Linked DNA regions of Mus musculus: region 2 is linked to region 1. The links are chromatin contacts, called in public promoter capture Hi-C maps. All regions are on one chromosome and are shown on one strand. The core of a region is the stretch at or near the end of the contact, and the rest is flanking DNA. Distances in the headings are between cores, read along the strand shown. Region 1 overlaps Add3 (adducin 3 (gamma)). Region 2 has its middle 19 kb from the start of 1700001K23Rik.

The links. Capture Hi-C pulls out chosen DNA fragments and counts their contacts.
Region 2: a promoter capture Hi-C map of adipose tissue shows a contact between it and region 1. The contact joins two enhancer-like sites. A contact is called at or near these places in 3 of 115 datasets of contacts at active chromatin or transcription factors (CD8 T cells, extraembryonic endoderm stem cells and trophoblast stem cells) and 2 of 9 other capture datasets (adipose tissue and pancreatic islet).

The regions. Positions count from the first base shown.
Region 1 is chr19:53,179,439-53,184,364 of GRCm38.p6, forward strand. The region is part of intron 1 of Add3 (adducin 3 (gamma)); the gene reads left to right. Among named protein-coding and RNA genes, the nearest start is that of Gm52402, 27 kb to the right of the region's middle. Within about 2 kb of position 2,168, at least 79 of the 459 cell types and tissues checked have an H3K27ac peak or open chromatin away from gene starts, as enhancers often do. A contact at or near this core is called in adipose tissue, where this site is marked.
Region 2 is chr19:53,271,744-53,276,669 of GRCm38.p6, forward strand. No RefSeq gene overlaps it. Among named protein-coding and RNA genes, the nearest start is that of 1700001K23Rik, 19 kb to the left of the region's middle. Within about 2 kb of position 2,363, at least 64 of the 459 cell types and tissues checked have an H3K27ac peak or open chromatin away from gene starts, as enhancers often do. A contact at or near this core is called in adipose tissue, where this site is marked.

The sequences.
Region 1 (4,926 bases), core at 918-3,417:
TGGAAGGCAGAGGCGAGTGGATCTATGCATTTGAGGCCAGCCTGGTCTACAGAGTGAGTTCCAGGACAACCAGGGCTACAGAGAGAAACCTTATCTTGAAAAACCAAAAAATAAAAATAGGTTAAAAATGAAGCTGCAATCTGTGTTCACCCCAAGGTTTTCGTTTTAATGGTGGCTGCAGCAGTGGAACTTTCGTTTTTAAGACTGTTATCTGCATTTTCATTAAAGTCTGGACACTGCTCTGATGAGTCCCACACAGTGATCACATGAAAGAGAACAAACTTGTTTCTGAGCCCTGTGAAGGCAGAGGCTCGTTCCCCAGGATGCCACCAACACAAAACTGTATTCCTGGCATTCAATAGAAAATATAAGTATACTCGCTAAAATGAAAAATTTAAATAGTTTTAAAAGAATCTAAACTGAAGCTAAAGTATTGATGAAATGTATGTGTGCATGTGTAGAAAATTTGAACCCATATAATCAATTTTAAAAGGTATAGATTTGGGCTGGAAAGACACATCATCTCAGAGCACACTGGCCTCCTGTTTCAGATGATCCGGACTCAGTTCTCAGCACCCACATGGCAGCTTACAACTGCTGTAGAGTCCTCTTCTAGCCTGCATGGGCAACAGGCACACACATGGTACACGGCCACACATGAAGGTAAAGCACCCAGACACTTAAATAAAATGTAAAAAAGATAGTGTTTCATGTTTTTAAAAAGCTGAAGGGAGTAGGAGGGAGATGAGAGTAGGAATTGTGTATGGTTAAAGGCATGTTATGTGCATGGATGAAATTATCTAGGACTTTAAAAATACATAGAAACCTTGCGTGACTATAATGTAGAATTACTGGTGTTGATCCCTTCAAGCGTGTTTGTGCTTGAGATGAAGTGGCCTCCCCCTGAGGCGACTGTTCAAGTCTGTGCTGTCTCCCCCTTCAGGAAACTTTATATACACTCTTTTTCTTTTTCTTTTTTTTTTTTTCTTTTTGTCATTTCCACCTTGCTATGAATTAGGAAGTTATCACTTTTCTATGAAAAGGAAATGTCCCAGCAGTTCTGGCACTTGCTGCGAAAGAGGATGATCTTGGAACAGCCTTTTCTTCCTGCCATGTATCCCATGCTGCTGCTCCTTCCCCGTGCTGCTGCTCCTTCCCCGTGCTGCTGCTCCTTCCCCGTGCTGCTGCTCCTTCTTGCCTTGTTGTCTGTGAGTCGGTGACTTCGTTTTTCGGGGCTAGCTGTTTGTGTATCAGATCCACACTGGTGCGTCCTGCAAGGACTCGTGCAGTAGTGGTCTGCTGCACTCTGAGGTAAAAAGGGAGTTGGGAAAGACACTGAAAGAAGAAAGAAGTATTTACAAGTATTTTTAAGGCATTTCCTTAAAAAATGTCCACAACTCTGTGTCTTCTAAGCCTGCCTGTTTGTGCACACGACTGTTTCCTGTGTGTGTGTGTGTGTGTGTGTGTGTGTGTGTGTGTGTGTGTGTGTGATCACACTCCTGCCCATGCACTTGGGGTCTTTATGCACGCAAGCAGATTGTTTCTAGTATTCTAAATTCCTTCTAAAGGGGCGCTGAGGAGTACTGGTCTATATCACTATCAGTTATCGCTGGCCTGGCGTGAGCACCTTTTGCACGTGTTGCTCTGGTGCCTAGAACACTGTGTCAGTGTTTCTTTGCTTGAGTGACTTTTCTTTGAATGTACTGTTGTGGGACATGTGAGTTACAAAGCATTTTAATTCCATTTTAACTCCATTGCCTGGGATCTGGCTCAAGTCTGTGAGTCACGTCAAGGTCTGTGAAGGGCAGAAGGAGAATTCAGATTTCTAAGTTAGACTGTTGCCACGGAAACAACTTGGAGAAGAGGCAGATTATGTAGTGTGTGTCCAAGTATGCATGGAGGAGCTAAAGCTACTTGGCCGTGCTTGCTACCGCCTGTTTGTTCTAATAGCACAGCAAACACACCAGACCCTTGGGGCTCTCTATGTGAGAACAAGGTAACTAGAGGCTACCTGTGGACTTCCTAAAGATTGTCATTTAGAGACTTGCTGATACTTCATCAAAGAGGCCCGTGTGGGCGGACTGCGAAGGCCCAGGTCAGAGGGTGAGTGTGCGGAAGTCGGAAGTGAGGTCAGTAGAGCCGGGGCTTGGGAACAGTTGTGTGTTCAGATGCTGCTTCCTGCCCAGTGAAGAGAAAGTCCTGGAACCTCGCTCGCTGTTGGCTAAAGAGAGGCCTGTACGCTTGACAGGTCGCAGCTGTGTCCTGTGCGTGGTGTGAAAATGTGTTTGCTTCCCTGGTCAGTTAGCTTTTTTGCTTTCCTAATACATTAAAGTTTATTCCAGTGCTTCATGGAGCAAGAGGCTGGATTTGTGCCCAGACAGATGTTAGTATGAACAACAGCTAAATGGTAGGTTGTAGGCACACACTGAATTACAAATGGGGTTTGTGTGTTGTTAAACTTGAATGTGTGTGCGTGTGCGTATTGGTTTTAGTTTTCTCTGTATAGTCCTGGCTGTCCTGGAACTGATATGTAAACCAAGCTGTCCTGGATCTCAGAAATCCACCTGCTTCTGCCTCCTGAGTGCTGAAGTTAAATATTCATTCCATGGCTGGCTTTAAAATTTAATTTATATGTCATATTTTAAAGCATATGTGTTTTTCCCGCATGTATATCTGAGCACCATATGGATGAAGTTCCAGTGGAGGCCAGAGAGGGCATCGGAATCTCTGGAACTGAGTTGTGGAGAGTTGTGAGCCTCCAAGCGATGCTGAGAACTTAATCTGGGTCCTCTATAAGAAAGAGCAGCCAGTGCTCTTCACTTCTGAACCATCTCTACTGAATTTTCTCTTTCTTTTTCAAGAAAATGTTTCTCTGTGTTGCCCTGTCTATCTTGGAACTTGCGCTGTACACCAGGTTAGCCTCAAATTCAGAGATCCACCTGCCTGCCTCTCTCTCTCTCTCTCTCTCTCTCTCTCTGTCTCTCTCTCTGTATATTTCTCTGTGTGTATCCCTCTGTCTCTGTCTCTCTGTATATCTCTCTGTGTATATCTTTCTTTCTCTCTGTCTCTCTCTCTTTCTCTCTCAAAATACAGGGTCTTACTATGTAACCATGGCTGTCCTGGAACTCACTATGTAGACTAGGCTACCTTTGAACTCAGAGATCTGCCTATCTCTGTCTCCTAAGTGCAGGGATTAAAGGCATGCGGCACCATTTCAGTCTTAGAATAAAATCTTAAAACTAAGTCTCAGAAGTACATGGATGCTTTAGGTTAGGCTACTACATACATGGACCTCCATGCCTAGATTATTTCTGTTTTTTTGTCATTTTTTTTGTTTTGCATGTGTGTGTATATGGATATTTTGCCTATATTGTATATCTGTATCACATTTGTGCCTGGTACCCAGAGAGGACAGAAGAGGGTCTTAGATTCCCTGGAACTGAAGTTACAAACAGTTGTGAGCTGCCATGTTTGTGCTGGGGAATGTACCCAGGTCCTCTAAAAGAGCAGCCAGTGGCCTTAACTGCTGAGCCATCATCTCTCCAGCCCTTTTATGTATTATTCTTAACATTGCGTATTTAGCAGTCTATTTGCTCTTGACCTCAGCTCTTCCTCACTGTGACTTTCTTCCCCATTCATCAGATTGTTTTGTTGAATATAGTTCTAAACTGACATTTAATTCTCACAGAAGTTGGAAGTTTTGTTATTCCTCTTTAGTCTTATTTTGAAGTCTGCTACAAGTGTGTCAGTCTCTTGTAGGTGAGATGTGCCTCTGAGCTTCTGATTTGTTCCCAGCCATGTTATCCTTGACTCTGGCTTCCCCTCATCCCCTCTGTTAGTTCTTTTGGAGTTACGCTCTCCGTTTCATAGCGTGTTTGATCTTGTGTTGTTTGCAGTTCTTGGAGAGGAGGACGGGTTTTGTTTTATGCATACTTGTGCTTTGTCGTTCTGAGTTCTGAAGTTGACAGGGTTCTAGCTATGGGAATTCTTAAGCCATCTATCTCTTTGTTATTAATTATCAATTTTCATTACTGAGGATGGCAGAAGGCTGCCCCTGATCGGGTTAGAACCAGTCTGTTTGAGCACAGCACTCTTCTCGAAAGGAGATTGCTTCCATTTTGCAGGCTATGTCAGATTGCCATGGGCAGTCTGAGACAAGATCCTTCTCTTGGCCTAGACTTTTGGACCCCCTGGTCTGTAAATTCCAGATAGAAAGCTAAAAAAGTCCTTGTGGAAGACAGAAGACCTGTTCCAGGGTCTTAGGAAAGCTCCGCCACTTTCCACTCGCTGTTCTCGGGAAGATAGGGGGCAGAAGGCTTATTCACTTCCTGTCTCAGCCATGCCCCATCCGCAGAGCGTCTGGACAGTATGCACTACCATGCCTGCCTCTGTTTCAATTGTTTGCCTGTTTGTTTTAACATTTCCTTTGTCCCTGTGCTAGTAGACACACGTTTGTGAAACTCGGTCTCATTTTGTAAATCAGGCCTCCCTGGGACTTGAGATGCTGCGGCCTCAGCTTGCCTGGGTCTCTGTCATTGCTGACTAGTGATGTGACTCTTCATGACTCCAGCTTCCTGCCGTCATCTTCTTCAACCCTAAATTATTAGTGAATTTTAAAAATTGTTTTTAGTTAACATAAAATAATTATCTAAAACACACATGAAGAAAGAAAGAATTTCTGCATTCCCTCCTCCATTTGTCAGTTAGAAGGATACAGCTCCCAGTTCCTGGCTGTGCCTGAGCCGTTATCCTTCTCTACGGTTTAGGCAGTTTATATTGGGATGCAATTAAATGTCTAGGATTTCTGGAAATGACTTTATAGTCAGACTTATTTTCAGAGCCTGGTTGTGTTCAGAGGTGGAGCACTTGCCTGGGTTCCGTTTCCAGCACTCCTCACCAAATCAAACCAAACCAAACAAAAAGCAC
Region 2 (4,926 bases), core at 1,113-3,612, 92 kb after region 1:
ACAATTTGAGTAATATCTCAAACTTTGCTGTCAAAAAGTTACATATATGTCTCACATTTATTTAAGACCCTATTAAAATTTTTAATTAAAAACATTCCTTAATTACTTCTGATTTTTTGAGACAAGATTCTGTCAGGTAGCCCAGGCTGACCTGGCATTCACCATGTAGACCAGGCTGGCCTTGAATTTGCTGTAATCCTGCTACCTCTACCGAGATTATCGGTGTACACCACCACAGCCAGCCTAAGGTCCATGAAATAAATAGAGTAGAAGGCACCAAGACTTCCCACATGGCTCCTGCAGAGCTTGCCGCTTCCAATGTCCCAACCAGAGCAGCCCATTTCTGATCGTTGATGGGACTATGTGGACACACCATCACCGTCCAAAGTCTGGGGACTACATTGGGACTCATGGTTGGTGTTGTAAAGTCCTTGGGCTTTGGTAGTGGTCAGGTGTCCACCATTGGAATATCTAACACAACAGTTTCACAGCCCGAGGAATCCCCTGTGCCTCATGTACCCCTCTGCCCCCCAATCCCCAGCAACCACACTGATTCTTCTAGTGATTCCATAACCCTGCCTTTCCCAGGAGGCCGCAGGGCTGGATTCACTGGGCGGAGCCTTTTCAGACTGGCTTCTTCCATTGAGCACTATGAACGCATGTTCCCCCATGTCTTCTCATGGCCAAATAGCTTGCTTCTTTCAGAGCTGAATGCTATTCCAGTCTCTGAATACACAACCGTTTATTCTTCAGCTCATTTACCGACACTTAGTTTTCTTCCAGGTTTGTACAATGAGGACTACAGCTGCTATGAACACGGATGGGCAAGCTCCGGTGTGGACGTAAACATTCAGTTCACTTGAGAAAACACCAAGAGATGTGATTGCTGGTCTTGCGAGAAAAGAATGCTTCATTATGTTTGCAAGAAAGTGCCAAGTTGGGGGAGGGGGCCAAGTTGGTGCAGTGGTACCTACCTGTTATACCTGCCATCTCAGCAGTAGGGAAGCTGAGGCAGGAGGACCACGAGTTCAAAGCCAACTTGGACTACATAGAAAGTCTTTAAAAAAATAAATAAATAAAAGTAATAGTGCCCACAGAAGCCCTGATTCACCTCTGAGAAAGACAATGACAACTTCTCAGAGCTGCAGGGCTCGGATGCTCCAGTTTACAAAGAGGAGGGAAAGGAATTGACTTGGCTACATGAATTAGCCGAGTCCAACAGTTGCTGGGGCTGAAGATTTGCTTGCATTTAACAGGTTTTTTTTTAAAGAGCTTCATAGATTAAACCCTGCACGTATTCAACCCTACCCCCTCCCTCTACACCAACTCCTCCCATGCCCATCTAAGAGTATAACCTTTTCTTTTTTGACTGTACACACACACACACACACACACACATTACATAGAACATGCTCTGAGCCCATTTATACATCGCTCACAAGCATATGTGTCCCTTGGGGGGGGGGCATCCCTGGAGGAAACCATTTCTGTCAGCAGCCACTGATGACATCAAACAGCTGTTTGAAGACAGTCCAGCAATGTGCGCCATGCTTCCTGAGTTCTGGGCCAATGTGTGTAGCTGGTTGGGATCAAACATCAAACAAGAAAGATCTCTTCTTGAGATTCCAGCTGGACCTCGGAGGGTCACCGGACAGTGCCCTTCGAGCCCTAAGGAAGTGCGGAGCTTAGAGCGAGCAGCTCCACTTGTAAGGATTTATGTTGCATGCACACTCACACGTTCAATCGCTCAGATACATGGTTACTCACTGCAGGCTCATCTCTAGCAGAACCGCTGGAAACGGCCCGAGTCATCACTAGATGGCTGCCCACGTGTAATGACGCATCCGTGACACACACAGAGACCGCAGTAGTAAGGAAGCTTTGTGTACAAACAGGAAGTGACATCTAAGATCCATCATCTAGTGAGAAAGTAAGGTGCAGCCAGGCGTGCTGACATGGCTACTTGGGAGGCAGAGGCAGGAGAATTGTACATTTAAAGCTTGACAGCACTGTGGTCCAAATTGAAAACCAGTTCAGGCAACTTGGTGAGACCCTGACTCAAACAAAAAAAAAAAAAAAAAAAGGGTGGGGTGGAACGGAGGAGGTAACTCAGCGGTGAACCAGCCTGCCATGCAAGAGGCCCTGGGTTCAATTACTGGTCCAAAAGACTGCAGGACTCTCACGGGGACTTGATATGGGAAGTAGGAAAACAGGGTCACTGTGTGTTCCAGTTCCCCTCCCTCCCGATTACACGCGGACCTTCCTGGACTCGCAGGGGCTCGCAGGGGCAGGGATGGACAGGACGGTGGAGGAAGTGAAACAGCAGGGCCCCGACTGATAGTTGTTCTCCTACACCAGGGTTCTCCCGAGGAAGGGAGCAGGGGCTCGCCCAAATGGAAAGTGGCTCTGTGGCTAAAATGTGTACAGTCAACTCCATCAACGCAGACCTTGAACGATGGCAAGGCTGAGTACGCTGTGACGGGTCAGATACCACGTGTTGTGTCGTTGCCCACGTGTGCTTGCCCACGGAGCTGCCCTGGAGAGCAATCTGTGTGGAAGAATGATGACAGTACATGGAGTGCACTTGGAGAAACGCTGCATATTAAATGTAAGTGAGCATAAGGAAACTCAAACGTAGGCTGGACCATGAATCTGCCACTCAACGAAAGTGGGCTGGACCATGAATCTGCCCCTCAACAAAAGTGGGCTGGACCATGGATCTGTCACTCAAACAGTATGTGTTGTTGATTTGGTTTTGTGTGTGTGTGTGTTTGGTTGGTGTTTGTTTGTTTTACGGTGGATCAAACTATTAGCGAGCAGTAAAATCAATTTAGTGGGTTACAACCAGCTCTAAAACAAATGATTTGGATAGAACAGAAAGTAATGGGGTATGCAGTTTTTACCACGCACAAGTGCGCACACATGCATGCCAGGCTGTGGTAGAAACCGTGCTTCCTATGGGTACAGTATTCCAGGCCTGTAATCTCAGCACCCAGGAGGACACCTGACTTCAAGGCCAGCTTAAGCCACTGAGTGAGTTCAAAGCCAAGCTATAAAGCCTGGTTTTGTTCTTTTGGATGTTGTTGTTGTTGCTGTTTTTGTTGTTGTTGGAGTAGCTCAATCAAGCGTCTTGAAAGTGTGCGGACCTGACTTGATGCCCCAAACTGATATACAAGAAAACTAACCATGTATGCAATGTGTGCTTATAATCCCAGGGATGGCGAGATAGAGACTACACATTCACGAGTTGTGGTACCCACCAGTCATCACCCCCAAGCCCACACTGGTTCCCCTTTGCCCTGAGTAGAGTCCAGGTATCCCGTGGAGAGTATAGCCAGCCTGTGGCATGAACTCAACCCGCCTGTCCTTTCTCTATCCTAGAGAGTCAAGTTCTTTATTCCCACACTTCCCAGTTCCCCTGCAGTGACCTTCATGTCACACACACACACACACACACACACACACACACAGAGCTTCCAGCCCTAACAGTGCTTAGTCGACCTCATTCCCTGGTTTCAAATACCTCAGGTTCAGTGACATTTCTAACTATCTATCTTCTCAACTAGACTCCAGGCCCCTTGCAGCCAGCGACTGTGTCTGGTTATGTCCTATCTGGTCTTGTCTCCCTGCACAGCACACAGGTCAAAGCTCAGGCAAGGCCAGTGAGCAGATACAGAACAGGGGGGAAGTTTCAGCTGACTGAACTCTGCGAACTTCTCAGGACCAGGGGGGCCACAGCCAGCAAGCTGCTCCAAGGACTGTCTCCATGACTACTCACTGACTGGGTCCAGACCCCTGGGATTCTACCCTCACAGAGTGTCCCAAACATGAGGGATTAACCAAGCAGCCTTTTGACTTTAACCACAAACAGGGAGGTCTGTAGCCTTTGTCAGTGGGTCATGCTATGAGGAACCCTTGTGACCTTTTAAAAACAGTACTGGGCTGCCTCTCCGCTCAGAGTGAGGCCAGGAAAGCTGCTTTTGAACAGGTGACTGGCGTAAACTAAACGTTCGGAACTTAATGGCCCGGCGATAAAACGTTTACCAGCCCCACCTGCAGGATCCTGCCCTAGACTCAAACTCAGGCTCCGAGTTTAGCAAAAGGGCAAATGTTGGACTGTAGATTCCAAGACAAGGGACCGTGCGTTAACAGCAGGGTGAGTTGGAAGAGATGAACAGGCATACCTGACTGACCCGTACCTCAGCCTGTGGCAGCTGGAATCTGGAACTTAGAAGGTTCAAGCCAAGTCTTTGGTGTTGTGACATACAAAAAACAATAAACTAAACCTTGAGTGTTGTTCACCAGGACCTGGACTTTTAAAAAGGGCCTGAACAGAGCCCATATCTATTGAAATAGAGTACACACACACACACACACACACACACACACGTCTGTGTTCCTCTGTTTTGAGTCAGGATGACCACTATGAACAGCCAGATTGCAGTTTAAAACCATGGCAGCCATCGTCACTTAGCCAGCCCCCCTAAGGCTGCTATCTCAGTTATAGACCCAGCTAATAGTCATATGTACCCTATGTGGTTGTCCATAGGATTCACCCAATCAGCACATGCGAAGGACCTAGTTCATTTCTTATATTTTGACCATGACAAATATTCCTAATCGATAGCTAGTAACATCTTTAAGCATAAAAAAAAAAAAAAAAAAAGCAGATGATCTGAAACGTGCACCCACGTTCACGAGGCTGATGCAGGAGGATCCGGGGTTCAAGCCAGCCTGTTCTTCATGATGAAACAAAACAAACACCCCTCCCTCTCCCCCACAAATCTCTTAAGTGATCCAAACGGTGGTTATGAAATGACATTTTCTGCGGGTCTGAGGGACTGCATGGTGGCTTGTTACATCTAGCCTCCTTATCAAGGTCTGATGCCTCGGTCAGTGATGTCAGTCTGGTGCCGAGGGTGAGGA